Regions from separate parts of the Mus musculus genome. Here all the other regions are linked to region 4. A link is a contact called in public Hi-C and promoter capture Hi-C data. All regions are on one chromosome and are shown on one strand. The core of a region is the stretch at or near the end of the contact, and the rest is flanking DNA. Distances in the headings are between cores, read along the strand shown.

What was found. Promoter capture Hi-C pulls out the DNA fragments that hold promoters and counts their contacts. Hi-C and Micro-C count contacts between places; a contact is called where the count stands out from the background. Capture Hi-C pulls out chosen DNA fragments and counts their contacts.
Region 1: a promoter capture Hi-C map of pre-B cells shows a contact between it and region 4, with 5 times the contacts expected there. The contact joins the promoter of Adam8 here to the promoter of Tollip in region 4. A contact is called at or near these places in 1 of 39 promoter capture datasets (pre-B cells), 1 of 115 datasets of contacts at active chromatin or transcription factors (large pre-B cells) and 1 of 9 other capture datasets (liver).
Region 2: a Hi-C map of CD8 T cells shows a contact between it and region 4, with 4 times the contacts expected there. The contact joins the promoter of Tspan32 here to the promoter of Tollip in region 4. A contact is called at or near these places in 1 of 484 Hi-C or Micro-C datasets (CD8 T cells) and 1 of 115 datasets of contacts at active chromatin or transcription factors (pancreatic cancer cells).
Region 3: a contact with region 4 is called in a promoter capture Hi-C map of liver, with 2.6 times the contacts expected there. The contact joins the promoter of Cdkn1c here to the promoter of Tollip in region 4. A contact is called at or near these places in 2 of 39 promoter capture datasets (embryonic stem cells and liver), 1 of 115 datasets of contacts at active chromatin or transcription factors (bone marrow-derived dendritic cells) and 1 of 9 other capture datasets (liver).
Region 5: a contact with region 4 is called in a promoter capture Hi-C map of adipose tissue, with 3 times the contacts expected there. The contact joins the promoter of Nadsyn1 here to the promoter of Tollip in region 4. A contact is called at or near these places in 1 of 39 promoter capture datasets (embryonic stem cells), 3 of 484 Hi-C or Micro-C datasets (B cells, CD4 T cells and neutrophils), 3 of 115 datasets of contacts at active chromatin or transcription factors (embryonic stem cells, regulatory T cells and thymic regulatory T cells) and 1 of 9 other capture datasets (adipose tissue).
Region 6: a contact with region 4 is called in a promoter capture Hi-C map of pre-B cells, with 6 times the contacts expected there. The contact joins the promoter of Nap1l4 here to the promoter of Tollip in region 4. A contact is called at or near these places in 1 of 39 promoter capture datasets (pre-B cells) and 2 of 115 datasets of contacts at active chromatin or transcription factors (astrocytes and thymic regulatory T cells).
Region 7: a promoter capture Hi-C map of adipose tissue shows a contact between it and region 4, with 3 times the contacts expected there. The contact joins the promoter of Ric8a here to the promoter of Tollip in region 4. A contact is called at or near these places in 1 of 39 promoter capture datasets (pre-B cells) and 2 of 9 other capture datasets (adipose tissue and liver).

The regions. Positions count from the first base shown.
Region 1 is chr7:139,991,155-139,994,829 of GRCm38.p6, forward strand. Adam8 (a disintegrin and metallopeptidase domain 8) reads right to left here and starts at 1,408. Exons shown (of 24, transcript NM_001291066.2): 1 at 1,278-1,408; 2 at 192-292. The coding sequence starts at 1,317.
Region 2 is chr7:143,003,670-143,007,348 of GRCm38.p6, forward strand. It overlaps Tspan32 (tetraspanin 32), which reads left to right and starts at 1,990. Exons shown (of 8, transcript NM_020286.3): 1 at 1,990-2,349; 2 at 3,239-3,336. The coding sequence starts at 2,250.
Region 3 is chr7:143,458,222-143,462,393 of GRCm38.p6, forward strand. Cdkn1c (cyclin-dependent kinase inhibitor 1C (P57)) reads right to left here and starts at 2,829. Exons shown (of 4, transcript NM_001161624.1): 1 at 2,632-2,829; 2 at 1,574-2,495; 3 at 891-1,029; 4 at 118-800. The coding sequence starts at 2,486. The coding sequence ends at 896.
Region 4 is chr7:141,900,299-141,904,008 of GRCm38.p6, forward strand. Tollip (toll interacting protein) reads right to left here and starts at 2,163. Exons shown (of 6, transcript NM_023764.4): 1 at 1,978-2,163. The coding sequence starts at 2,010.
Region 5 is chr7:143,820,612-143,824,755 of GRCm38.p6, forward strand. It overlaps Nadsyn1 (NAD synthetase 1), which reads right to left and starts at 2,241. Exons shown (of 21, transcript NM_030221.2): 1 at 2,048-2,241; 2 at 561-621. The coding sequence starts at 2,132. It overlaps Dhcr7 (7-dehydrocholesterol reductase), which reads left to right and starts at 2,556. Exons shown (of 9, transcript NM_007856.2): 1 at 2,556-2,929.
Region 6 is chr7:143,546,382-143,550,413 of GRCm38.p6, forward strand. Nap1l4 (nucleosome assembly protein 1-like 4) reads right to left here and starts at 2,739. Exons shown (of 16, transcript NM_008672.3): 1 at 2,661-2,739.
Region 7 is chr7:140,855,292-140,859,368 of GRCm38.p6, forward strand. Ric8a (RIC8 guanine nucleotide exchange factor A) reads left to right here and starts at 2,106. Exons shown (of 10, transcript NM_053194.4): 1 at 2,106-2,263; 2 at 2,554-2,601; 3 at 2,691-3,281; 4 at 3,572-3,663. The coding sequence starts at 2,180. It overlaps Bet1l (Bet1 golgi vesicular membrane trafficking protein like), which reads right to left and starts at 1,092. Exons shown (of 4, transcript NM_018742.5): 1 at 930-1,092. The coding sequence starts at 948.

The DNA of each region.
Region 1 (3,675 bases), core at 158-2,657, 1.9 Mb before region 4:
GGGGCCCTAGGACCCTGTTTTCTGGGGGCGGGGCAGCAGAAGGCAGGAGGAAGTGGTAAACACAGGAGGACCATCGCCATGCCCAGAAGCACAGACAGGTTGAAGTTCTGGAGCTGCGCAGGGCAGCCTCCAGAGACTGCCGGTCCTTTTAAAGACACAGGTTGTGTGGCCAGGCTAATGGGTAGACTTACCCAGTGGGAGGGCAGGGCTCTGCGGGAGCGGGATGCAGCTAGGCGCCGAGGCCAAACCACTTCATACTGTTTCACATGGGGCAAAGGAGGTCCAGGGGCTACTGCTTCAGGAGAAAGGGGGGTCAGAGGTCCAGCAGTGTCTAGCCAGAGTTAGCTCTTTTATCTGGGTATTCACCACAAGGCTCAGTGCCAGCAATGGGATCTGACCCCATGGCCCAGATAAGAGCTTTGTGCCTAAACCACCAGCTCCATCACACCAGAGTCAAGCTGTCTGAGCCCAGCACACCTGGGCACAGTGCCCCCAGAAGAACCTCATCCACTCACCCCACCCTTCCCCAGTGCCTGTTTGAACCTACACAGGCAGAACACATGTAGGCCCTATGGTCTGCCTGCCAGACATCTAGAGTTGACCTTAGCTACATGATCGTAGCTAACTGATGAACACACACCCTCCCTCAGGCTTTTCTCTCCCACCGGAAAACTTCCTGCTCAACAACTGATGGGGGACTGGTTTAGAGAGCACCTATCTGTAGGCAGGTCCAGTTTTAGAGACCACCTGCTGATCTCTTGCATAGGCAAGGGGCACAGCCACTTAACCCCAGGGTTGAGAGGTAAGAGAAGAGACCACTCCAGCCAGGGTCCTCCCAGGACAGGAAAACCAAGCCTCCCAGTGGGAGGCAGGATCCCATGCTGCTAGAGAACTGGGACCATCGTGCCTCTAGCTTCTGTCCCCGCCTAGCTAGAGTTATGCATCCCCCAGGATCCCAAAGGTGAACCTTGCTGCCTGGGACTCCTACAGCAGCAAGGGAAGCTGTCCTGTAAGTGCCACGCCTAGTGATGTCACTACTGTTCCTGTAACTAGCTCAATGAAAAAAGAAAAATCCCAGGAAACAATTTCTCTCACATTTCACTTTTGAAAAAAAAAAAAAATCTCAATTCTGACTTTTTCTGTTCCTACCTACTTTCTCCATACCCAGGGACCAGACCAACTCCAGGGAGGCAAGGTGAGCTGATCATGGTACATGGCCACTAGGCACACCACCAAGCAATGAATAGGCTCCTTGAAATCAAGTAGTCATCACTCACCTGGTGTCCATAAGACGCTGAGCAGCCAGAGGCCAAGCATGATGGGATCTGGAGCACACTAACCCTAGAGGTTCCACAAAGTACTCTCTTCATCACTGGCCTGGTACTTCTTTCTGAGTGCCCTTCCCACTGATCGGAACTGGCCAATCACTGGACCGCGGGGCGGAGCAAGGCGGGGCAAGAAGTACACACCTCTATACCAACACCCAGTTGGCAGCAACCAGCCTCCAGGGCAGTCTGGAGTTACAGAGGCCCCTCCGAAGTAACTTCTAGGTAGCTCCTATTGATCTCCCATGATTTTGGACAAAATTCATGGGAGATGGAGATGGTAAACAGACCAATTTGAGCAACTCTGCAGTTCTACAAGCTCCCAGTCCTGGTGGGGAGATTGTGGGATTGCCTCCCATGGCAGAGCTTTGGGAGTGCTAACTGGGTGGAGTCTAGCTGGAGGAAGATGACTTTTGGAGGGGAAGTGACTTATGAGCCTGAAATTTCAGAAGGGGACCCTTTGACTTTCTGGGCACTTGAAAGATGCAGACAGGGGCAAGAAAGGCAGTGTGGGCCCAGGACCAACTTGTGGGAGCTGACATTCCCAAAGCTCCTGCCCGGCTCCACGAGGCTTCTGAGGCCTCACTGGAGAGGCATATGCAGGGAGGAACCTGACTGATCCTTTTTTTTTTTTTTAAGATTTATTTATTTATTATATGTAAGTACACTGTTGCTGTCTTCAGACACTCCAGAAGACAGCATCAGATCTCATTACAGATGGTTGTGAGCCACCATGTGGTTGCTGGGATTTGAACTTGGGACCTTCGGAAGAGCAGTCGGCGTGCTTAACCACTGAGCCATCTCGCCAGCCCCCTGACTGATCCTTTGAGGTCCTACCTAACCTGTTAGGGGGTCCCGAGGCACCAGGCTCCTTTCCTGGATTCTGTCTTTCATGTCCTCAGGGTAGAGCTGACTCAGAGCCAGAGCTCTCAGCACCCCTACCATGGCCTGGCTTCCAGCTTCTCCAGGTGGGTCTGTTACTGTGGGAACCCAGGGCACTTGGGAATGTAGTCACGCCTGTTTATTATTTGTGGCACTGTTCGCTATACATCCTTGTGGGCACAGCTGTGGTCAGACCTCACAGACTTTACAGTTCTACCCCACAAGGGATAAGTAACCCAAGAGGAAAGGGAGACACCCAAACTACCAACAGAGCCTGACAGCTCGACCATAATGGGAAACTACAGGGTTGGGTTGGAGTCTTAGATCGTACCTAAGAATTTAAGCTGGGGCACACATGCTACTGTCACTCTTCTACCCTTGTGGATAAGGTCAGAAATGTAGCAATGGCTTAGGAATCTCAGCAGCAACCCGCTGCCTGAGGCATCAGCACAGTGTTCACTGCGAGGCTGTAATAGGTAGGCAGCAGCCAGAGCTCTCGGGTAAGGCTGACTTCCACATACACAGGATCTTAAATACTCTTACACTGCAAGTTAGGTGACAGCGAAAGTTCAAGGAAATGTGTTCTTAGTCAAATCAAAGGCAAAATCAAAACCTGTTGCCAGTAGCAACCATTGTCTTGTAAGTCCAACTGCCCATAGTGAAGATGGAGGAACAGTGTATAATCAAAAATTGGGACCAAGTAGGGCGAATTTTGTCTCACACTGGCAGAAATACATTGGAAATGATGGGTACACACTCCATCAGGAAAGACAGACTCAACTTACTCCTAACTTCACCCAGCAGGTATTTTTGAGGGTTTGGAGCTGCACCCCACACAAACCTGGGAGCTGCAGGTCATCGTCCAGGGACATGGCTTTCTGGGCTCCTGGAGACAGGCAGGTAAGCTCCTCTGCTCGGTGTAGCATTCATTCTAACAATGCTGGGTTGTCAGATAGATGTTTACTAAGGCAAGCCTGGACATGCTGCAGACCAGAAGAAACTGTGTGGTTGAAGAACCAAGCACCCCAGGAAAGGGGCTGGGGGCTCTACTTAGCGAGCCAGTCCTGACCAGGCACCCACCATATACATCTACATAGAGCCAATAGCCAAGGGCTGCCTCTACTTGTCATTCCTCCAAACACTTCCTCACTCCCCAGACCCTCCTAGGGCAGGTGTTTAAAACTGGATTCTGTAAAGGACACGTGTATTTATATAGTTTAGCTAGACTAGACCACCCTGGAGCAAGGGTGTATCATGTCAAGGGTAGACATATTGCCCACTCCAGGACTGAAGCAGAAAGCCACTCTGACAAGGTAGCTACAACAAAGCTTGTTAGCCACTTTGCTAAGTAATTTCCAAAAAGCAAGGCCAGTTATCAAACAAAGGGCAGCCAGACCCCAGTTCTGGCAAGAACAGCTTTTGGCTTGAAGCCTAGCCTGTCTTCAAGGATATTCCTCAGAGGGTAAAC
Region 2 (3,679 bases), core at 740-3,239, 1.1 Mb after region 4:
CTACCAAGATGCCCCCTGACTAGGAGAACCCTACATTACAGGGTGTGAAAAGAGGGCCATGCATCCTTTTCTGGGTACCCAGAAACAGCCTCAGATATCTGGACAGGCTTAGACATAACCAGGTTTTAAGGTGAACACTCATGTTATACTCTCCAAAGCCCACTTAGCATGGCCTGCATATATTTGAATTTGCAGTACTGCCCATTCCGTGGCTTACATCATCCTGTGTGTTATTGCAGACGCACATTTTGACAGAGAGCCTATGGGAGTGGGGCACCGACCCTCTTGGGGGGGCTCCAGTTCTTGAAGTAAGCAAACACTTGCTCCTTTTCAAAAAGTGGCTGACAGAGTTTCAGATGGCTCTTTCTTATCGTGTATTGATTTATGTATGTGTTCCTGGGGCAGGGTGTAGGTGGAGGCACGTGGAAGCCAGAGGTCAACCTCAGGTGTCACTGGCTGGCTGGCCAGTGAGTCCGGGCAGCATCGTCCTGCCTCAGCCTCCATGGCACTGGGATTACAAGCATGCGCTGCCATGCCTGACTTCTTTAACATGGGTTCTGGGGTATCCGACCTCAGGTCCTCATGCTTGCACTGCAAACACTTCAACTGAGCCCTGTCCCCAGCCTGTGTATTTTGAGGTGGGGGTCTCACTGAGTGTGTTAGGTTAGCCTCTGACTTGCTAATACCTTCCTGCCTCAGCCTCCCAGGTGCTGGCTGTGGGAAGCATGCTCTGCTTTTGTTTTTCAATCAAATATGGCTAGTTCACCGAAGGTCAATACAAACAGACTTCCTCCATCTTGAAACGCCTATGCCTGTTTGCCCAACCCCTGGACATTTCCTGAGATTTGACTCTATCACACCCTTCCCCTCTGTGCCAGTTATGAATTGGTTAATGCCATCAGGTCGGTCATGAGACACATTTGCCACTTGCAGAAGTCCTGTTTGGGGATTAGTCCCAGGAGGACTTTGGGACATGAGGTCTAACCAAACACTAAAGGTTTTTACGTAGCTGGACAGTTACAGGTTAGTACACCCTTACAACCAATGCCATGCCTTATAACCATAGGTCCTTCTCTTTCTGCTCCCCTCAAGACTCCACCCCTCCCCATGCTGCAGTGTAGCCCAGCCTACCCAAAGGGAGGCCTCATGCCTACAAAAATCCAGTTATCTTGGGCCAGGCCAGAGCAACAGCTGGTATAGAAACTGCCCCCCTTCCGGCCTGCCCTTCTTCCTTCCCCCAACACAGCCACTAGGTTACAAGGGTTGCTGACAGATAGGAGGACACAATGATACCTACTGTGTCTGCTGTGGTCTGAGGTCCCCACCCACTGGGGAACCACAGAAGGGAGGAGAGTAAAGAGGAAGGGAGGAGAGGGGAGGTGAAGGGAGGGGAGAAGAGAGGAGAGGAGACGAGGGCAGAGAGGAGAGGAGCTGAGCACCATGGGGCACTGGAATCGAATCAAGATTGCCAAATGCCAGATACTGATCACCAACTTCCTAGTCTTGGTAACATGCATGTGGGGCAGGAGTGGATGGGTGGGCAGGCAGGAGAGGAAATAGTTCACCATGCCCGGGCTTCCAGCACTGTGGTCTTCCCTCCTGCCACACCACAGTCCCTCAGACTGGTTCTGGGTCCCTGGTGGCCACCTTTAGAGGACTGTGAACATCTGTACCTGATGTCCTTGTAGGCAAGGGTCAGTGAAGAGCCTGGGAAAACCTAGGTTGGCTGGTGACTTAAGAGTGTGCAAGGACTACCCGGAAGGGGTGCTGCTTGGGACCCAGAGACTGGGACTGCCAGGTCAGGGACTGCAGACGAGTCTCTGCAGACAGTTTGATATGAGCTCCTGGGTCTTCAGATGGGAGGACACAGCGATACCTACTGTGTCTGCTGTGGTCTGAGGTCCCCACTCACTGGTGAACCACAGAAGGGAGGAGAGTAAAGAGGAAGGGAGGAGAGAGGAAGTGAAGGGAGGGGAGAGGAGAGGAGAGGAGAGGAGCTGAGCACCATGGGGCACTGGCTAGTGTGTTTTCTACTTATCTCTGTGTGTAGTACACTATCTGTGAGTGCCTGCCCACAGAAATATGTAGGCCTCCTGTAGCTGCCTTGTTCCTGTGCACCAAGGAAGCTGGAGGGAGCCAGGCTGGGGGCCTAAGAAGCCCAGACCCTATATTCTGTCAGGGTGAGGGGCCTCTGCAACTCCCCAGCGCTGACAGTGAGCCCACTTCACCCTCAGCTGCTGGGCCTCTCTATGGCCACCATGGTGGTTGTCATTCACTTTGGAGACCACTTTACTGTGATTGGCCATGCATCGTTGGAGAGGAACCCCTATGAAACACTGCGCTATTGGGGTAAGTGAGACCAGAAATGGCTGTGGAGTGGAAGTGAGAGGGCTCCAGGGCCAAACACATCTGGGAGGAACAGACCTTACTCCCCAGCCCTAGGCTGCCCAGAGGAGCTGGCTTTGGCCAAAAACCAGAGGTCAGGAGTAGGGAGAGGCAGCCCCAGTGTCTGGGTTGGACTAACAAAGGTGGGGAGGTTTAGGCGACAGCAGGCACTCCTGCCTTGATTCGCCTGCCCCATAGCAGTGGTGAAGCTGTGGCAGGGCCCAGATCTATGTGTTCAGGGCAGGGATCTCCTGGGGCCCACTCAGGTGGGCCTGTGGGGCTTGGCAGGGAATACCATATACAGAGGGCAGAAAATGTGCAGCTAGGACCCAACCTGCCAGGGTGCCTCACTTCCACAAGAACAAGGCCACTTTAATAAGAGGAATGCAAGGAATCTAGGAAGGTCACCACCCAGTAGGAAAAAGTGGAAAACTGAGGCCCCTGAATGGGGGATGGGTAGCCCCAGTCCCTGCCTTCCAAGGCACTAGGCCTCCCTTAGGCAGGAAGCCTGGGGCCTGGGCCTGCACTGATAAGGTACAGCCTACACTGTCACCTGTCACTAGAGTATGGGGATGTCCTTAAAGATAGTCTGTGAGGCAGGGAGGACAGGAGGAATGGGGGAAAGAGTACTGTCTCTTAGCTACCTTCTCTTCCCCCTTCCTTCTCAGCCTCAGGAGGACAGGCTATTGGGCTATGGACATTCCTTCTTTTGAGCCAGAGATATGTGCCTTTTGGGACCTCCCCGAAGGTCAGTTCTAGCTCTGTGACTCCCAAAGTAGATAGATTTCAGATCCAACCTCTATGCCCAGTCCCCAGGCTAGATTCCATACCCTCTGTCTTTCTCTTCCCACAGCCTTCTATGTGGGGATCAGCCTAGCGGGGCTCCTGAGCCTGGGAGCTGCTCTGAGCACCATAGCCACTGTGAGGGAGGCCCATGGCCTCATGGCTGCGGTAAGTTCCATGTGCTGCCAGACGACCCCGGCTCCCAGACCTCAGACGGGGACAAGAGCTGGAGAGGAATAAGACCAGGGAGCTGCCTGACCCCAGCAGAAGTATCCAGAAAGAAGCAAAGGTCAGGGGATATAGACCAGTGAGTCCCTCCACTTACACAGTCAGGACCTTCCACTTGCTCAATCAGGACCCTCCTACCTGGACCAGTCAAAAAAAAAAAAAAAAAAAAAACCTCTACCTGGGTGCTGCAGGGCCCCTGAAAGAGAGAATTGGCCCTCTCTGCCCTGGGGTTATCTCTAAAAACCCCAGAAGGGCTTGGTTCTGATACCTAGCCAGGTCTGGA
Region 3 (4,172 bases), core at 1,579-4,078, 1.6 Mb after region 4:
CCAACAACTCTGTCAAGTGGTGGCAATATTTGGCTGACTCCTTCTTTGACACCCACCATATTCATTTGCCTTGGCGCTGAGCTACAAAAGTGTAAAAGAACAAGAAGACTACAAGTATGATTTTTGTTGGGCCTCTTTATTTAGAACCTGGCGGACGAGGAGCCCTGGGCAGTTGGTATGGGCAGTACAGGAACCATTTCGACTGTCTGGTCACCAAGTTTAAGAGCAATCTAATGAAGTGGGGGACACTGTAAGCTAACTGAAGATGAATGTGTGGGGGCTTTTACTCAACAACCATTCCCCTAGAGTCTAATATAAAAGTAGATTTACATTTGTGGGTAATCTGAAGCTGGTGATTTCTAGTGCCTTTGGTAATAATCAATAACCCAGCAGTTGCGTGGCAGAGGGATCCACGCATGGATAAATACAAATATTAAATTAGCATAATTTTTTAACTTTTTGTACAAATATACATGCTTTTTCCTTTTTCTCATCTTTTTCCTTCGTTCTACATTTTCTAGTTTCTCTTTTTGTTTTGCACTGAGAGCGAGTAGAGATTAAACATTTTACATAAATGATTTAAAGCTTTACACCTTGGGACCAGCGTACTCCTTGCACATGGTACAGAGTGTTCTCAATACATTGCACAGTTTTCAGATTTCCACAAAACCGTGGGCTGCTCTACGCAACCATCTCCGGTTCCTGCTACATGAACGAAAGGTCCCAGCCGAAGCCCAGAGTTCTTCCATCGTCCGCTGCCCAGATGCCCAGCAAGTTCTCTCTGGCCGTTAGCCTCTAAACTGTGGGAAGAGGGACTCAGGTGAGCAGGCATAGCGGGAACCCCCCGGGGGCGGCCCCTCCGCGACCCCCGTGGGGGACGCCAGACTCACCTAACTCATCTCAGACGTTTGCGCGGGGTCTGCTCCACCGCGCCCACCCCAGGAGCCACGTTTGGAGAGGGACACCCTGGAGGGACGTCGTTCGACGCCTTGTTCTCCTGCGCAGTTCTCTTGCGCTTGGCGAAGAAGTCTGCGGGCGACAACGCGCGTCGGTCAGGGCGGGGCCGGCCCAGAGACCCGCGAGGAGACCCGCGGAGTGCGCAGGGCGCGGGGCCGGGGTGGGGGCGCCATCCCCGCCCGCGCCGAGGTCCGCGGCGGGTCAGCTTTGTTTACGTCGCCGCGCAATGTGCTGTGTAAGCATTTCCCCTTGTCCCGCGGCCAAGCCCCCCGGGGCTGCCGCCGCACTTAACCCCCTCCATGCCGCACACACGGCTCCCTAAGGGGCTCCCGCGGCCCGAGCCAAAGACCGCGATCCGAGTGGGTCGCGGCCAGGCTCGCCCTCCCACTGCACGCTCGGGAGCCTTAGCTGCACCCCTACCAGTAGGAAAGGGGTGCGGGCGCAACCGCGCCCTAAGCGCCGCGGGCCCTTTAATGCCACGGGAGGAGGCGGGGACCGGGCGAGGCCCCCGAGGGCGAGGGAGAGCCCGGCCGGCCGGACAAAGCGAGGCCGGGCCGGGGCGGGGCCGTGCGGGGCTCACCGGAGATGAGAGGCCCCGACAGCTTCTTGATCGCACCGTTCGCATTGGCCGCAGCAGTCCCGGGTGCAGGACGTCCTGGAATCCCCGAGAGAGGCTGGTCCTTCAGCTCCTGGCCGCGCTGCTCTTGATTCTCGTCCTGCTCCTCGACCGGCTCCCCATTCTGCTCCTCGACCGGCTCCGCACCCTGCTCCTCGACCGGCTCCGCGCCCTGCTCCTCCTCCGGCTCCTCGTCCTTCTCCTCGACCGGCTCTGCGCCCTGCTCCTCGCCCTGCTCAGAGACCGGCTCAGTTCCCAGCTCATCACCCGGCTCAGCACCCGACTCCTCGCCCTGCTCAGAGACCTGCTCAGGGACCTGTTCCTCGCCGTCCCGAGTCGCCACGTCCGGGTTCGCGTCCGGGATCGGGTCCGGAGTCGGGTCGGAGGTCGCGACCAGGGTCACCTCCGGAATTGGGTCTGAGGTCAGATCTGAAGCCGGGGCCGGGGTCGCGGGTGGGGTGGGCTCCGCGACCACGGCCGAGGCTGGGGCGCTGGGCGGCTGCTCAGGCGCCTCCTCTAGGCCGTCGGGGGCCTCGCCAGCCGGCGGCCCAGAACGCGGGATGACAGCCACGGCCACCGGGGGTGGCCGGGGCCCCAGCTGCAGGCGACAGCGCCCCACCTGCACCGTCTCGCGGTAGAAGGCGGGCACAGACTCGCTGTCCACCTCCATCCACTGCAGACGACCAGGGCCTCGAAGAGGCACATCCTGCTGGAAGTTGAAGTCCCAGCGGTTCTGGTCCTCGGCGTTCAGCTCGGCCAGGCGCATCCGCAGCTCGCGGCCCAGCTCCTCGTGGTCTACAGGCCCGAAGAGGCTGCGGCAGGCGCTGCTACGCGCTATCACTGGGAAGGTATCGCTGGAGGCCAAGCGTTCCATCGCTGTTCTGCTGCGGAGGTACACGTCGGACATGCCCATGGTCGAAGGCTGTGCAAACGCGGGCAGCGAGAAAGAAGGGAACGGGAGGAGAAGGAAGAGGGGAGAGGAGGAGGGCGGAGGCTGGGCGTGGGTGAGACCCCTTGCACAGCCCGCGTCCGCCTCTGCCTAAGGACGCAGCGGCTACCTGGCTGATTGGTGATGGACGGCTCCTGCGTCTGGATCGCTTGTCCTGTCCAGCTTGGGCCGCGCCCCCTCGGAGCTTGCCTGCCTGTTCGCTTGCTCTCAGTCGGGCCTAGCCGGCACCCCTCGAGCACAGCGCACTCGGCCTGTGGAACGCCCAGCCCGCTGCGCCCCTTTATACGCGCTGGCCCCACCCCCGCGCGCGCGGGCCTCCTCACGATTAGCATAATGTAGTATTTTCAGTTTCAACAACACCGCGGCGATTGGAGGGTGCAGCCCGCCCCGCCCACAGAGGCCCTGCCCCCGCGCCACGCTCATTGGCTGCGCGCACACACCCCCGGGGCCGGGCGGGGCGGGTGACGGGCGGGCGCTGATTGGCGGCCGCACGGCGAGCGGGCTGCGCGGGACAAGGGGCGGGGCTCGAGTTAAAGAGCTCTGCGGGCGGTAACGTGACACCGCGACGCCCCTCCCCCTCGCCCCATCCCCCCCCCCGCCCCCCGCGGGCTCCTTTGTCTGCAGGCGGGGGCTCGCGCAGCCGCGACGCGCGCGCCCCCTCGGACCATGGAGCTGGGCACAGCCCCTCGGCGATGCCGACGTCGGTGAAGGTCCCTCGGTCCCCGCAGCCCGCGCTAGCCCTAGGACTGCACCAACTGATTAGGGCTTTAACCTACTACTACCAGCTGGGTCCTGGTCCTGGCAGTACCGTGGCTGGATCCACCCTCTACACCCAGGCCTAAGTATCTGCCTTCGAGGCATCTGCACACCTGCTGGCCCTAAGACCCTCTATCACGGAGTTAGAGACAGGGGTCACATCCATTCTTTTCCTGAGGAACAATACTGTAGAGATCTAAAAGATCTGTAGCCTGGTCTATAATAGGCCCACCTACCCGGGAGATGAGACACAAGTTGGGCCCATCCTAGCCTGTACCTACATCACTGATAGATGCCTAGGACCTTAGGTTTGGGTCAGGCCATATTCGACCCCCAGTTCTGCCTACCTTAGTTGGCTGGAAGTAGTTATGCTAGAAAAGAGAGAATGACCCCTCCTCCACAGCAGTGCCTCTTGGTGGGGCCCTGAATACTCACACAAACACACCCGACATGGCCTGACAGAGCCCCCCCCCCGCCCCCCGCCCCTGCTGCCTCCGCTACCGCCGCCAAAAGGAGTTCATTATTTAGGGCAGGGAGTCGAGAAGGTGACTCAGGCATGTGCCAGGAGCTGGCCCCCTCCCCCCGCCCTGGGGAACCAGGACTTCCGGACATACTTGAAAGGCCCTGCAGAGCCCCAAGCTCTCAGCTCCCAGCAGAGATGCCTGTGAGACTTTTGAGACAGAACCCTATTTACAGGGTTAGGTAAGTTGGGCCAACCCGGGAGTCAAGTCAAACCCTGAAGCCAGGGGCCAGACTGTCCTGGAACAGGTGAGAGACGGGGTTTGGAAGCTGCTCTGGTGGAGAGACCAGAGCCTGTGACCTGTAAGGATTTCTTTTTCTCGGTACACCATATTACAAATCTCTCAGGGCATTGGTATGTCACAGTAATTTTCT
Region 4 (3,710 bases), core at 913-3,412:
ACTCTAAGAAATAGCACTTCCCAGATGAAGTTCAAGGCCTTCTATTCTACAGAGACCCTGGCTATGGCCCATGCAGTCCTCCCACATCAAGTCACTGGAAAGAGCACAGATCTGATGGTGACTGTCATTCTCTGGCTTACATAAGTTACGATGCATAGCTGTGTCCCTGTGCTCCACACCTGTGGCTCAGTGTCCAGTTACTCTAAATATTGTGACCACTAATACTATGATGAAGATATGCATATCCCAAATAAACCTTGAGATACCCGTCACTTATGACAAGTTCTTACAGCCCAAAGTTACAAGTCATGAAAACCTAAAACCACTCAGCTGTCTATGTTGTATTTCTATGACTACATTCTCCCAGGAACTCTGGGCAAGTAGAAAGATCAAACGTCAGGATTTGACTCCACAGATTCTGCTAGTATCAACATCATCTGACACTCCCAATTACTCATCACTGTGTAGGTTATTGCAGCTCTGTACAACACCAGAGTTTCTCTAAGCAACAGGGAAAGATAGCTTCTTACTCATGACAGACATGGAGTTCACCATCAGATGAATTCAAACTCAGCCTGAACCACAAGAGATAAGGACACTCTCAGACCACACGGTAAGAAAGGGTCCACTCTCCTTGGCCATGTGTCCACTTGGCAGGGGATATGAAAAGGGCAAAGCTCTGTCTCCCTTTCTCCTCTGGCAGCCACCATCAATCTTCTATAGTTTGCTGAGACACCGTGAGGATGAAGAAGGGTTGATGAACATGAAAGTAACTCCAACATTGGAAATCTCCATCCAAGTTTGACAGTGGCTCAGGAGATCTGGCTTCAAAGCCCTCCTAAAAAGCATCTAACAAGCCTGAGGCTTTCTTCAAAGTCAGGAAATCAGTAATCTATCCCAAGGAGTTACCTGTTACACACACACACACACACACACACACACACACACACACGCACACACACACACACAATCAACACCAAGCTGTCAGGGTGAAAAAACTCTGGGAAACCACAGGCTTTGCAGGCACACTCAATATTAACTTCAGGGGAAAAGGCACTGAGGTGCTGATCAGAACAATGTTCTACTCCACACAGCCACAGTTGGCTAACAACATCCCACCCACACCAGTCTCAGGGAGCTACTGGGAGGCCATACACACTAGGGGAGGTGAGACAGGTAGTATAATAGAACCCAAGACAATCCTGAAGAGACAACCCTGTTGGGTCTTCCAAGTTCTCTGCTCCCCTCTCCTCGTTTATAAATGAAGAAATTGAGGCTTGAAAAGGTAGCCACTAACTAAGCTCAAGAGGTAGTACCCTATTTTCTATAGATGTTAGGGAGAAGAGGAAACTGTCACAAGTAAGGACAGACTACAAAGTGGGATCTTTCACCATTTCTGAAACCAAGGAGACCAGGTTATCTCTCTCCTTTGGGGGACCAAAGGTGTCCGACTCCACTCCTCTGAGAGACGGGGAACCAAGGCACCTCTCAGTTTGGGAAATTAATGTAGTCAGTACCACTCTCAATCTGGGAGACCAAGAGTCAGGGCTTGTGTCCATCTGGGAGACCAAGCAGGTGATAGATCTGAGAACGTAAGGGGTTCAGGGCCCTTTCTATCTGAGGAACTAAGGGAAGTCGGGGTCCCACTCCATCTGGGGACCAATGGGGTAAGGTTTCTTCTGTGTAGAGGAACCCTATTCAGGGCCTCCACCCAGGAGGACCACGGGAGTCAGGATCCCTCTCCATGAAGGAGGCCAGGAGCTTCAGGGCCCGTGGGCATCTGGGGAACCATCAAATTCTGCCTTCCTCCACCCCAGATGTCCGATAGACGAGAGTCGCTGCTCCGGGTGGGTACCCGAAGGTAGGACCCGCGAAGCCCCGGGACGGAAGAGCAACCCGCGAGGGGCCCCGTAAAAGACTGAGGAGTCCGACCCCAGGCTCCACTGCCCCAGCCAGGCTCTGGCCCAGAGCACTCACCGGCCCGCGCTGCGTGCTGACGGTGGTCGCCATGGTGCTGCGGCGGCCCTCTGCCTCGCCAACTGCACAGAGACCCGCCGGGAGAGCTCTTCCGCTCCCACCACAAGCTGCGTCGCCGACCGTTGTCCCGCGAGGCAATCGGCTCTTCAGTCAGCTGACAGTCGCCCCGCCCCGCCCCACCCCGGCGTTCCCAAAGCACAGAGCTTGGCAATAGCTGGCCCCGCCCCTTCCGGCTAATCCGCGCACGCGTGTTCCGACCTCAGGGGGAAATGGGTCTCCCGTACACGCCTGCGCAGTGGCTCCCTTCGGGCGCTCAGCAGCCCGTTAAAATGGCTGTCAGACTGTTTGCGCATGCCTAAACCTGAACACTCTCCTGCGGGCAGAAGCCTGCTCACCCAGTCGCATACACCTAGAACAGGGACGCACATCTCAATTCGGTCGAGTTGCCACAGCGTCTAGTCACCTAACTGGAGATAGCTGTGATACCACCGCTTGCAGGTGCGTGATCCGCTTGGAGAAAACTGAGGTTTGGCTGCCTGAGCGAAAAAAAAAACAGATGGCAGTAGAACCAGCTACCCTCAAGCTCTTGAATTACCTCAAAATTCTGTGGGAGGGAGAACATTTATATTTAAATTTTAAAAGAAGAAACCAAGCTGAAGGAGAGACAAGAGTGGGACGGAAAACTTCCACCAGCCTTGGATTTGCTAAATGAATGGAGAGATGAAGATCTGTCCCTAGGAAACCCGGGCCACCCACTCTTGCCTTTTCAGAGCACTCTCTTCAGAAGAATACTTGGCCAGATAGAACCAGGGTAGTTCCTATAAGGAGTTTACCCTATGGTGGTCACCAGTCTGTAGGTCCCCTTTTACTTGTGCGGCAATAGACTTGGTACTGTCTAGGAGTACCAAGAACATTTCCTCACTCACACCATGTTCTCTTGTGTTCCTTTCATCTTTAAGATTACATCTTCCAACTCTAGTGACAGTCTCTACCTTGGCATAACATGGGACTGCATCTGGGCTCTGTTCCTGGACACTGATCTATATCCAGTTCTCACCGGTCTCTAGCTCCTGTTGCCCAAACTGTCATCTCTATGCTGATAAAGCTAAGACACAAAAGACTATCCATTGTGGCAGACAGAGTTTTAAAGAGACCCCTGATCTCTCCTGGTGTCCACATCCCTGCTCAATCCTTTCTTCTTGGTTATAGACAAAACCTGTGACTTGTGTCTAAACATGCAGCAGACAACCTGTTGTATAAAATTATATCTGGATAGCACAATAGGATCCCCTTGTGACTAAGACCACACATATGGCCTCTGATGAATCCCAAATCCTTCAGTACTAAGCAGTTTAAAAAAGACACACACCACCACCAACAACACCAAGGGGGAATTGTTCCCAAGAAAAAACTTTATCTCATAAAATGCTTCAGTACGTTCCTGAAATCAGTTCAAGCCCTGGCACAGTCTGTCAGAGCAGAACCACAGCATTTGTTCTTCCTTGACTTAAAGCTCTCTCATGGTGGGGATCACGTGGCTGGACATAATCTTACTTGTTTCTACTAGATTTGCAGCAGATAGAAACTCTGGTATAGGTGGACTATGATAAAATTCACCTAGGTTACTTTGCAGAAACTTGAAAACTAGCTCTGCTGCTAGTACTGACTCCACTCAGCAGAGAGGTTATGGGTAACAGAAAATGGATGAAAGGCTTAGCATCTCTGTGTTCATC
Region 5 (4,144 bases), core at 991-3,490, 1.9 Mb after region 4:
TTAAATACCACAGGAGGCCACTGCATACAGCTCTGCAGCTGGAGCTATAAAATCAAGGTGTCTATCAAACTAATGTCTGCTACAGGTTGCTCCCTCCTTCAAATACGGTACCTCTAATAACTCCTCCGAATTCTGGCTCCGATCAGTTAGCAAAGAAGGCACCTGGAAGGTGGCCTAATGTCAGGGAGACAAGCAGGCTTCCTGGGACCTTTATATAATAAGATACCACTCACAGTGATTTAATACCGCCCCCCCCCCAAGTCTGCCTCTAAACACCATCACCCTGGGATGGAAGAATGTTGGCGGGACATTGAAACCTCAGCATCAGGGAAGGTGAGGCAGGTTGGCTTTATGTTCAACCTCACTCCCCTATTGAACCATGAGGAAGCCTGAAGTTATCCAGCTTCCCCAACCCGCCCGGAACAAGGCCCACTCTCAAGCTGCTGCCATCCTAAATGCATCTTCTTGCTCTCAGTTCTGCCCCATTTCTTCCCATCTTTTGTTCCACTACCTGCCCTCCAAAGGGTGGGGGTTGGGGCTGCCGGTGTGCTTAGCCATACCATATTTCTAGTTCTGGTCCAAGCCTGTATCTTGCACCTTTGCCTTTGGCAATTTGAATACCTATATGGAGAGAGAGGGAGGGAGAAGGATTCAGCAGCTAGGATACATTAAAAGGTAGAAAAAGCAGGCTGCTGTGGTAGATACAGCCAAAGCCAGGCTCCAACCAACTACAGCCCTTTCTGTTAATAGCAGAGGACAACAGGCACCTATACCCACGTGTAGGTATTCAGAAACAGGGAGGGTAGGGTGACCTTAGTACTAGGAGGGTAAGCCACACCTTAATGGATAATCATTAAGCAGACACCCAAATTGGCTATAAGGAAAAGCTGTAGACAGGATGTGAAGGCTTCCATCCCTAGGTTGGTGTCAGCATCCAGCACCCAGGTTGAGAGCTGCTGCCAACATGCAGGCAAGGCAGCCCATCTTCACCGCAAAGACATAGACTCTGACCACAAAATCAGGTCAAAAATTACTTTAAAAAATAAAAACGCCTGGGCTAGCCAGATGTCTCCGTAGGTAAAGTCACTCGTTGGTAAGCCTGACAAGTCTGAGTTCACTTAGACCAGTGGTTCTCAACCATCCTAATACCATGGCCCTTCAATACAGCTCCTCATGTTGTGGTGACCGTCTGCCCCCTCCCCCAACTAATTTTGCTGTTATAAACCATAATGTAAATATCTGAGAGGCTCGATATCTGATATTTGACCCTTGCCCAAGAGTCATTTGGCCCTCACAGGGGTTGTGGCTCACAGGTTGAGAACTGCTCACTCAGACCCACAAGGTGGAAGAGGACAGCTGACTCCTGCAGGTTGTCCTCTGACCTCCACATGCACATTATGGCGTGCATATGTACATGAAATAAATAATACATTTGGGTTTTTCTTGTTGTTTTGCTTGTTTCTTGTTTTTCCTATTTAGCCTTCCTGCAGAGGCTTCCAGCACGGATAACCTGAGGTGAGCAGTCTGCAGCTGGGCACAGAGTATCCCCAGTTCTATCTTCTGGGGGCAATGATGAGCTGACCTGAATGTCAACAATACAGGTATATGGAACGCCAACACCCTTCTCTGACCTGAGACCTCTTCTGGCTTCAGTATGCCTTCTCCCAATGCCAATCCATGAGGAATGTCCTCAGGAGCCCTAGAACACGGATCTCTAGTCTTTGCAAACGCCTAGATCTCAATGAAACAGTTCCAAGAATGCGCAGCCCTGCCCCAGGTAACCTTAGAGAGACCCACCAGATCCTAGAGGATGGATGAGGGCAGTGTCTGCCTGGCTGGCAGGGCACTCCTATTTCCACTCTTGCCTTGCTTCCTCACATGTCCCCCAAATTAGGAAGTCGCCCTGAAAGCTCACCAAGCATTACCCTTCTATCTGTTCCCACGCCCAGCGCTGTGAGTCTCTCCTGGGCAAAGCTGGCCTGGACTGCCATGTCCTACCCATTGTGGACTTTGACTTCTTCCTGTCTCCCGCCACCCCAAAACTCACTCTTTAAAATCCTCTGGAAATTGCCCTCAAAGTCCAGGGCCCACTGATTGAGTGCACAGGTGGCCACGGTCACTTTCCGGCCCATGCTGGTTACAGGTTCCAGGCTGGGACGGTGTAATAACGGAGACCACAGGGAAGATACTAGCCGGACTGTCCGGTCTACGCCTGCGTAGCTTGGTTTCCTAGAGGCCCCTCCCCACGGCTCGCCATAGCCCCGCCCCTCTGCCGTCATAGCCCAGCTTCTGCACCGCCTCCAGAACTGCGCCGGCGCAGACCGTGTCTTACCCGGAAGCCCCGTCCTTTCGCCCTCCACAGCCACACCCCTTCTCACTTTCGCAGTGCGCGCCCTTCCGTGAGACCCCGCCCCCGCGGAGATCCTGCACAAAGCGCACCCTTTAAAGTAGGGCCCTAAGGAGCGCCTGCGCAGTAAGGTTGTCTCAGCGTCCCGCTGTTGCCCAAGGTCAGAGCGTCCTGGATCATTTCCTTTGCCATCTGAGCGACTTTTGATAGGTCATGAAAGGCTTGTTTTCTGCCACCAAAAGTAATGTCAGGTTTGCTTTCTGTCGCTGTGATGAACACGTGGCAAAAAGCAGCTGGGGAGGAAAAGGGCTCACTTCACCTTATAGCTCATAGTCTGTAATGAAGGGAAGTTGAGGCAGGAACTGAAGCAGAGACCAAAGAGGACTTCTGCCCACTGGCTTGCTTGAAGGCTTACTCAGCCTGTTTTTTTTTTTTTTTTGCACCACTGAGGACCACCAGCCAGGGGTAGCGCCACCCACAGTGGGCCAAGGCCGTCACATCAATCATCGGTTATGAAAATGCTCCACAGACAAGCACAGGCCAGTCTGATGGAAGGGATCTCTCAAAGTTTCCACTTCGCAGGTGTGTTCAGTTAATTTGTGTCAATTTTGTCAGTAGGAGCTCACAGAGAGCTCACAGAGGGAATGGGTGTGTCCTGCTTCTTTGGCTCACAGCAGTCTGGATTCCCTGTGCATCAACCTGAGCCCTTTCTCATTCCTGTCCCTTTTGCGTTTGGGTAACACCAATCAAAGTAGATACAACTTTTTTTTTCCATTTTTTATTAGGTATTTAGCTCATTTACATTTCCAATGCTATACCAAAAGTCCCCCATACCCACCCACCCCCAATCCCCTACCCACCCACTCCCCCTTTTTGGCCCTGGCGTTCCCCTGTACTGGGGCATATAAAGCTTGCGTGTCCAATGGGCCTCTCTTTCCAGTGATGGCCGACTAGGCCATCTTTTGATACATATGCAGCTAGAGTCAAGAGCTCCGGGGTACTGGTTAGTTCATAATGTTGTTCCGCCTATAGGGTTGCAGATCCCTTTAGCTCCTTGGCTACTTTCTCTAGCTCCTCCATTGGGAGCCCTGTGATCCATCCATTAGCTGACTGTGAGCATCCACTTCTGTGTTTGCTAGGCCCCGGCATAGTCTCACAAGAGACAGCTACATCTGGGTCCTTTCGATAAAATCTTGCTAGTGTATTGTAGTGGCTATTCCTGGTTGTCAACTTGACAATATTTGGAATGAACTACAATTCGGAATTGGAAGGCTCACCAGTGACCCTTATCTGGAGGCTTGGAGATCCTTATCTGGATCTTGGTTTGAAGATCTTGAGCCATAGTGGCTATGGATTCCAGAAGATTTAATCTCCGAGTTAAGGAACACACCTTTAATCTGGGCTATGCCTTTCATTTGGGATTAAAGGTGTGGTGGAACACACCTTTAATCTGGGCTACACCTTTTGCTGGAGACAATATAAGGACATTGGAAGAAGGGAGTCTAGCTCTTGCTCTTGCTCCTTTGCCTGCTTGCTGCGTGAGACTGAGTAACTGCTAGATCCTTGGACTTCCATTCACAGCTGCGACTGAACAATTGTTGGGAATTCGGCTGCCGACTGTAAGTCATCAATAAATTCCTTTACTATTTAGAGATTATCCATAAGTTCTGTGACTCTAGAGAACCCTGACTAATACATGTATGCAATGGTGTCAGCCACTATGTTCATAGCAGCCTTATTTATAATAGCCAGAAGCTGGAAAGAACCCAGATGCCCCTCAACAGAGGAATGGATACA
Region 6 (4,032 bases), core at 1,489-3,988, 1.6 Mb after region 4:
AACAAATCTATGCTACCATCAACTGTCTTCAAAATGCCTAAAAATCCATTCCAAGACTCTGCTATTTACCCATTTTTACCCACCAAAACAGGCTTACTGATCTATGATTAATAACAGGTCCCAAGTGTAGTCTACGAAGCCTCCATACTACCACTATCAGGTAGTCCCTAGCAAAGGCTGAGGGTAGAAGGAAGTCCCTGCTATTTCCCTAGTACCTTCCTCTACTTTGGCAATAGGTGCAGCAAGATGAAGATGACATCAGCTTCAATTCTAAATGCCTAAATGCACTTCATCTTTCTTGCAGTAGCGCTGGCTGGCCTTGAGCTTCCTGCTTCTACCTTTTAAGAGCTGGAATACAGATACAAGCCAACACACCCACTTACATTTCCTTTTAAGTAAACAAAAAAACCTTGTACTCACGGGCTAGAAGTCCCCAACAGCTCATTACTACTGCCTCTTTTTCAAAACAGGTCACCTGGGGCTGGATGCAAGCAGCAAAGAACTCACTGATGTGCCTATTTCACACTGAGAGTTGCCCTTAGACCTTCAGATTTAAACTACCCTTTCTTAAATTTCTAACTTATTTATGTGTATGGGTGGTTTCCCTGCTTGTCTGTGCACTACTTGCAGAGGCCAGAAGAGGCTGTTGGAACCCTGGGACTTAAGTTATAGACTATTAGAAGCCACCTTATGAGTATGGGACTCAAACCTAGGTCCTCTGCAAAAGCACACAATGATCTTAACCACCCCTAAATTAACTCTCTTGTCTAGGATTTTTTTTCTTCCAAAAACCAAAATTTTAGGTACTGGCAGTTAAATTTTTATACAAATACAACATAAACTTTTATACACAACATAAAGACAGCTAGCAGGGACAGTATACTTTCACTAACAAGAGGCAAACAGGAAAAAAAAAGTGAGATAGGATCTTGCTGTTTTTCCAAGACAGATTTTAAACAGTTCCAGAGCAGTTGGGAATCTAGGTGTATACTGCCATATCTATCTTAGCTGGGGCATTTTAAGACTCAAGTACAAAGTCAGACCAAAGTGGTGAACTACCTCATTTCTAAGAATACCACCCCTGCAGGAGATTTATTGCCCACTGGTATATTCTATATACTCAACTACACAAAGCCAAATGGCCAGCTCACAAGCCATGATTTCTGAGAAGATCCCAAAATACATACATTTTCCCCCAGAACTTTGGTAATACAATTCCAGAATTTTCAAAAAACGATAAAATCACTATTATTTTCACCAGCTATTCTATATTAACTGTGAAAAACAGTTCGGGATTTAAAGCTAAAACATCAAAATGTGTTTAAATGTTATGACACTGTGAACCAATATTGGTCAACTAAGGGGGGGGGTTGAGACCGACAACTGAGTTTTACAGCATCTACTTTAGTTAAAATGATACAGCTGTAGACTACCCGACAGGTGAACTATACTCTAGTCCTATCAAAGCCCTGCTTTCTCTGAATCTTACTGTTCATCTGAATATTTGTTTCAATACGTTATTTATTTAATAATAAACATTTATTATTAAAACTGAGCCAGATTAAATCTATTTGAATTTAGATGCAAGGTACCATCACACTTAACCTATCAGGGACTTAATTTGCAATACAGGTCGAATACTCCTATACCAAAAAAAAAAAAAAAAAAAGAAGAAGAAGAAAAGAAATCAGAACGTCCCAAAACCCACTTCTTTTCGAGCACATTTTGGATTTCCAGATTAGGTACGCTCATCTGTCAGACCTACAAATATTCCACAAACCGAACCACTTCAAAACCCAGGCGTTTCTTGCTAATGCACAGTCAGCCTGTTGCACCTACATCACGTACTATTGTGAATGAGTTAAGACACGTCAGGAGCTTAAAGGAGCCCCTGGTGTGTAGTAAGCGGAGATTAGTCACCGAGAGGAAGCAACTACTATGACAGGAAGGCGGCAGTAACTTAAAAGCATTTAACTTTTGGACCAAAAACTTAAACTTGAGTCTTTTTGCTGTGGAATATGCATATGCTCGTTACCGCAGCGCACGCGCCGGAAGCTACCGCGGAAATTCCTCCAAGAGGCAGCGAAGCAGAGTTGGAGGAAGTGCGGGCCAACTTGCCCCAAGGATACCCTCGGAAGAAGGGGTACTGCTGACGACCCTGAACCCGTTAGGGGCGCCCGGGTCTGAAGGCTCAGTGTGTGTCACTAGGCTGGCTCCGCCTCCACCGCAGGCTCAGAGAGTGAGGTCTGGCTCAGAGACCGGGGCACTGTGCGGAGAGCATGCAAAGCCCGGAAGGGCGAGGCGGCGGCCCAGTAGACCCCTTCCTTCCCAGGCGCGGTCTGAGACGAGGCGTACCCAGGCCCACCTCGCTGGGGAGGCCTTGTCCTCTCAAGGAACCGCCTGCGCCGCTTCGCGTGGGTTCTCGGGCGGCGGGAACAAAGCGCGCTGACCTTCAGCCGGGGGCGGGGCTGCACGGAGGAGGGACCGGCCCGCCATCCGCCGCCACCCGCCACCCGGACCTCTGACCCGGTCGCCGCCCGCCTCTGCTCGCCGCCATGGCGCGTCGGCCTGCCCGCGCCGCCCACTCCTCCCCGTCTCCGCCTCCTCCGCCCCAGTCCCTCGCCAGCCGCCCGCCGCGCCGTTACCCGCCAGCACCGCACCTCGCGCCTCCTGCGGCAGTGGCGCCTGTCCTAAGCTCGCTCCGGGGCTGCACCGCCGTGGTCGCCAACAAAACCACCTGCCATTGGCCGTATCGCCGGGCTCCACCCTCTGCGAGCAAAACGGGCGACGAATGGACAATAGAGCTGTTTATCAACTGCACCAGGCACTAGGAAAGGCGGTATCCAATCAAAATCTGTTGAGGGAGCACGGCGTCCAGCCTAAGCCCGCGAGCTATATGTAGTTAGAGTAGTGACGTGTGTTCCGGCGCACGCGCAGTTCGTGCTTCTTTAAAGGGGCTGCTGGGCGCGCGTGTAGGACTTTGGGCTTGTTACAACCTCTAGGGTTTGAGCTTCCTGGACCACATCGGCAACGCTCTTTCCAGATTACTTACAACTCCCTGCCTTCCCCCGGCCTGGGAAAAGCACCGCCTACTTCTCAAGGCCTTCTGACCCTCTGTCTACAGTGCCTGCCTGGCATGGGACTACCCTTCTGATAGAAAAGTTCAGCACATCTGTACTGGCTGGTTTTGTGTGTCAATTTGATACAAACTAGAGTTATCTGAAAGGAGGGAGCTTTGAGAAAATGCCTCCATAGGATCCAACTGTAAGGCATTTTCTCAATGATTGGTGGGAGAGGACCCAGCCCATTGTGGGTAGTACCACCCCTGGGCTTATTGGTGGTGTCTGTAAGAAAGCAAGCTGCACAAGCCAGTAAGCAGCACCCCTCCATGGCCTGTGCATCAGCTTCTGCCTCCAGGTTCCAGCCCTGCTTGAGTTCCTATCCTGACTTCCTTCAGTAATGAACAGCAATATAGACGTGTAAGCCAAATAAACCCTTTCCTCCCTAACTTGCTTTTTGGTCATGGTGTTTTCATTGAAGCAATAGACAACATCTGATAAGAATAAATAACTTGCTTGCAGATAATGTGTGTTTTCCTAACAAATTCTACGAACAGGGCAGTTGGAAACAAAGCTGGGTATGGTGCAACATGCATGCCTTCAATCCCAGTACTTCTGAGATAAGAGATACAGGTGACAGAATGAGCAGTTTGTCACTTCCAACTATGTAGCCAGTGTGGGGCCAGTCTGAGCAACATGCAACCCTGTCTGAAAAACAAAAACTTAAAATGAAGTGTGGTTACTGAAGGCCAGAAGGTCTACAGCATTGTTTTTCTGTATTACTTCTCTTTCATTCTTAAATTGGAACTATGTATAAACAGTTTCGCTTACAAAATTAAGGAAAGTAAATAAGCTCGTATGTTTTTACTTACATTTTTTTCTGACATACATTTTTTTTTCCTGACATTTTGATTGGTTAGTGGCTGGTTTTGCTTTTCCACGACAGGGTTTCTCTGTGTAGCCCTAGCTGTTC
Region 7 (4,077 bases), core at 856-3,355, 1.0 Mb before region 4:
GCTCCAACAGGCTGACCACCTACACATCAGACATGTAGCATGGGTCGTGTGAGAACCTGTGTGCATGCCCAGGCAAGGACGGGCTGGGGAGCCTGAAGATCCAATCAATCTACATACACGACCCTGCTGTATACTGTTCCTGAACCGAAGTGAATATTGCCTTAGCTGAAATTGTCATCTGAGGGTGTGGGGCCGGTCTCAAAGGGAAACAGTACTTTCTGATAGGGACCATAGGGAAAACAGAACAGCCGGTGGCACAGCAGGTGACAGGAAGGCTGTGTGGGGAGGACTTGGAAATCAGATCCAAGGTAAGTGTAAGAAAGTCCTTCTACTGTAGAAACTACCTCGCCCTATGTCTGCAACCCACACAGAATCTCTGGAATGCCCAGAGCACTGTGCTCGTGGAAACCTAACTCCGATGGACAGGGACAGGTAGTTGAGAATCACCCCCCTAAGTGTGACTAGCACCGATCTGAAGCATAAAAACCACCCACCCAGCCTCGATGTGACCCACCTAAGGGGAAGGCCAGCAGCACCAGCAAACAAGTGCGACCAGACTCTGAAAGACAGACGGCTGTGTCCTACCGACCACTGCATAGTCATCGTTGTGGGCGAAGCATCAGTATCACAACTGTCACACTGAACACAGGCACGGGGGCGGGGAATGTGTGTGAACCGAGGCACTCAGGCCCCTCATTAGTAAAACCCTGCTTGGACCCTCTGCTTCCAGCTCTTGGCATCAACCACACACAAAACTGATGGCATGCCGGCTTGGGTTCCAAGGCAGCGCCAGGCGAAATCCGGCCCTGTTTTTCCAGGGATACGTAAGCGCCACCCCACGCAGGTCCTTCCACCGAGAAACGAGCGATGTCTCCAGCTCCAGACTTAGACTTCCCCTCCTACCTCTACTGCCTTTCAAGTGCTCTCACCTCGAGTCCAATCTGCCATCGCGCCCTCCAGGGTCCCACTCAGGGAATTCGCAGCACAGCAACGGACGTGGCACCAGTACCCGGGTCTTCCGGTTCCGCCTCCGGGCTAATAACTTCCGGGAGAAGGTTCTGAAGCGGAAGAAACAGACCTGGAGTGCTTCTCGGGAATGTAAATAAGGGAAGGGCGGGCCACCAGCATTCGGACCCACGGATTGGTCAGCAATATTAGTCCTGCGCTGTGGGTGTTACTCGGAGCAGGTGTTCAGACCCAAATTTGGAGCAGAGGCTAGGAACCAGCTCAGTAAATCAGTCGGATGCCTCTGGCGCTGCTAAATCCAACTGGATGGGGAGGACAGGCAGACCCGAAAGAGACTGGTGAAGGAGACGGCCGGGGCCTGCCACTGAGTAGGGGCAGAGCCGGTTAGCACGGCGGGTGACATCATCCACTGGAGCACTGTTTGTATGTGTCACTGTGGGGCACCGACTCAGCTAAGTGGCGTGCGGACCTGGCTCCCCGCTACACAGCGCTCCTACGCTTCTAACCTCAGACACGCCTCGGCTGGCCGCCCCTCCGTTGCTCCTCTCGCGGGAGTGGCTTTTCCACGGGTGTTCTTCACTTCCTTCTCTGCAATTTTCTTGAGAATAACCGTATTACTTTGGTGGCTATTCTTTTTAGATAGGTCTGCTAGTTTCTGCCTCTCGAGTGCTGGGATTTAAGAAGGCGTGCGTCACTATGCCCGGCTAACCACGTGCATTATTTTGACCATCCAAGTCGTTGTACTTCTCTTTCCCTATTCCCTATGGAAGATGAGCTCCAAGGCCTGGATCGCGAGAATCGTCTTCCCCAACTGATTAAGCGGCCAGGAGCCGGCGCTCCCTTTTTTATCACAGTACGGGGACAAGAGCGTAAAGAGGACGGTCCACGCGCGGGCCAAGCCACACCCCACTCCCCACCCTCCCATCCCACCCCACCCCCCGCCTGCCAGGAACTCGGGCTAGAGAGGAGGGCTCAAAAGGAGGACACTGCCTGGCTGGTTAGCTAGCATCGCCGCTCCAAGACTAGCCGCTCAGCGACCACAGCCGGGTTGCTCCACCTTAAGTCGGAGGCGCCTGTACACACCCTTGGGTTCGGCTGCTCTCCCAGCATCCCTCACGCGTGGACGCCGGGCTTCCGGACCTGGGCGGAGCCCCGGGGTTTGGCCGATTGCGTCTTCCCAGCCCAAGCCTTCCAGCACCCGGTGCCAGGGGCCATGGAGCCCCGGGCAGTTGCGGATGCCTTGGAGACCGGAGAGGAAGATGCGGTGACAGAAGCTCTGCGGTCGTTCAACCGGGAGGTGAGAGGCATCCGGCTGCCGAGGAAATTTCAGGAAGAGAGGAAGCAGGGGTGTGCGCGCAACTCGGCTGGGGTGTGCGTGCGAGTGGTGGCAGGGAGCACGGCGGTGGGTGGTGGGCTGGTCCCTCGGGTGGCTCTGTGGTGGCGTGTGGTGGGGCAGGTGTATGGGAGGCTAGGGTGGGCCTTGCCTTAAGGTTCAGAGCGATGGATGCTGCTTCAGAGGTCTGCTCTGACTCGAGGAGCACGGGTCCTACCTGCATGTGGATCTGAGCCTCCTGGGTCTCCCTGCAGCATTCTCAGAGCTTCACCTTCGATGATGCCCAGCAGGAGGACAGGAAGGTAGGTGTCAGCCCCAAGGGCTCCTAGGGCAGGCACGGGCTGACCCCAAGAAGAGGGCCTAGTGGAACCACTTTTGTTCGACCCCACAGAGACTCGCAAAGCTACTGGTCTCCGTCCTGGAGCAGGGCTTGTCACCAAAGCACCGTGTCACCTGGCTGCAGACTATCCGAATCCTATCCCGAGACCGCAGCTGCCTGGACTCATTTGCCAGCCGCCAGAGCTTACATGCACTAGCCTGCTATGCTGACATTACCGTCTCAGAGGAACCCATCCCACAGTCCCCAGACATGGATGTCCTCCTCGAGTCTCTCAAATGCCTGTGTAATCTTGTGCTCAGCAGTCCAACAGCACAGATGCTAGCAGCAGAGGCTCGCCTGGTGGTGAGGCTAGCGGAGCGTGTGGGACTGTACCGCAAGAGGAGCTATCCCCACGAAGTCCAGTTCTTTGACTTGAGGCTCCTTTTCCTGCTAACAGCCCTTCGCACGGATGTGCGCCAGCAACTGTTTCAGGAGCTGCACGGTGTACGCCTGCTGACTGATGCGCTGGAACTAACACTGGGCGTGGCCCCCAAAGAAAACCCTCCGGTGATGCTTCCAGCCCAAGAGACGGAGAGGGCCATGGAGATCCTCAAAGTGCTCTTTAATATCACCTTTGACTCTGTCAAGAGGGAAGTTGATGAGGTAGGTTGGAAGTCTTGGCTGAGACTCAGTTCGGGTGGGACAGTTTGCTTCCCTTTGTACCTCAGCTTGCAGGGTATCAGATATGGCGAGGACTAGAGGATGGTGTAGGCGGGAACTCAGGGAAGGTGCCTGAGCCGCACTGTGCATGGGGTTGCAGGTGGGTATTCTCCACAGTGCTTCAGGTGGCCAAAAGCACCACATGTGCTGTGCACAGCGTCTAGGGATCAACTCCATGTGGCCACAAGAACAGGGGTTCGATCTCACAGGAGCCCCTTTCTGTCTTTGGTTAGGAAGATGCTGCCCTTTACCGGTACCTGGGGACTCTTCTGCGGCACTGCGTGATGGTTGAAGCTGCTGGGGACCGCACAGAGGAGTTCCACGGGTGAGGGGTAGGGCTCACAATGTTGGGGACGGCAAGAGTTCCTAGGTATGGGTACAGAAGTCCTTAACCCTAGTTGTGAATCAGAAGCACTTGGGGGCCCAGGCCCCACCTTTGACTTCATCAGGGGAATGGGGCACCAGTGTTGTTTCCAGAGAGCCTAGGTAACTCAGGTATGGCTAAGAGAAGAGCTATGAACTTAGAGACAGGGCCTTAGGCGGAGGCAGTATGGTCTCTTGCTGGTGCCTCTGCTCATCTCAGGTTCGAGAGATTGTTTGGCATCTCAGCTCAGACATAATGGCCCAGATAGCGTCTGCAGAATCTCCCCACCAAATTTGAGTTGGGGTACCACCTGCCCTTGCCTATAGTCTATTGCTTTCAGTGCAACCCTTCGAGCCCATCCATGTGTACCCCAGG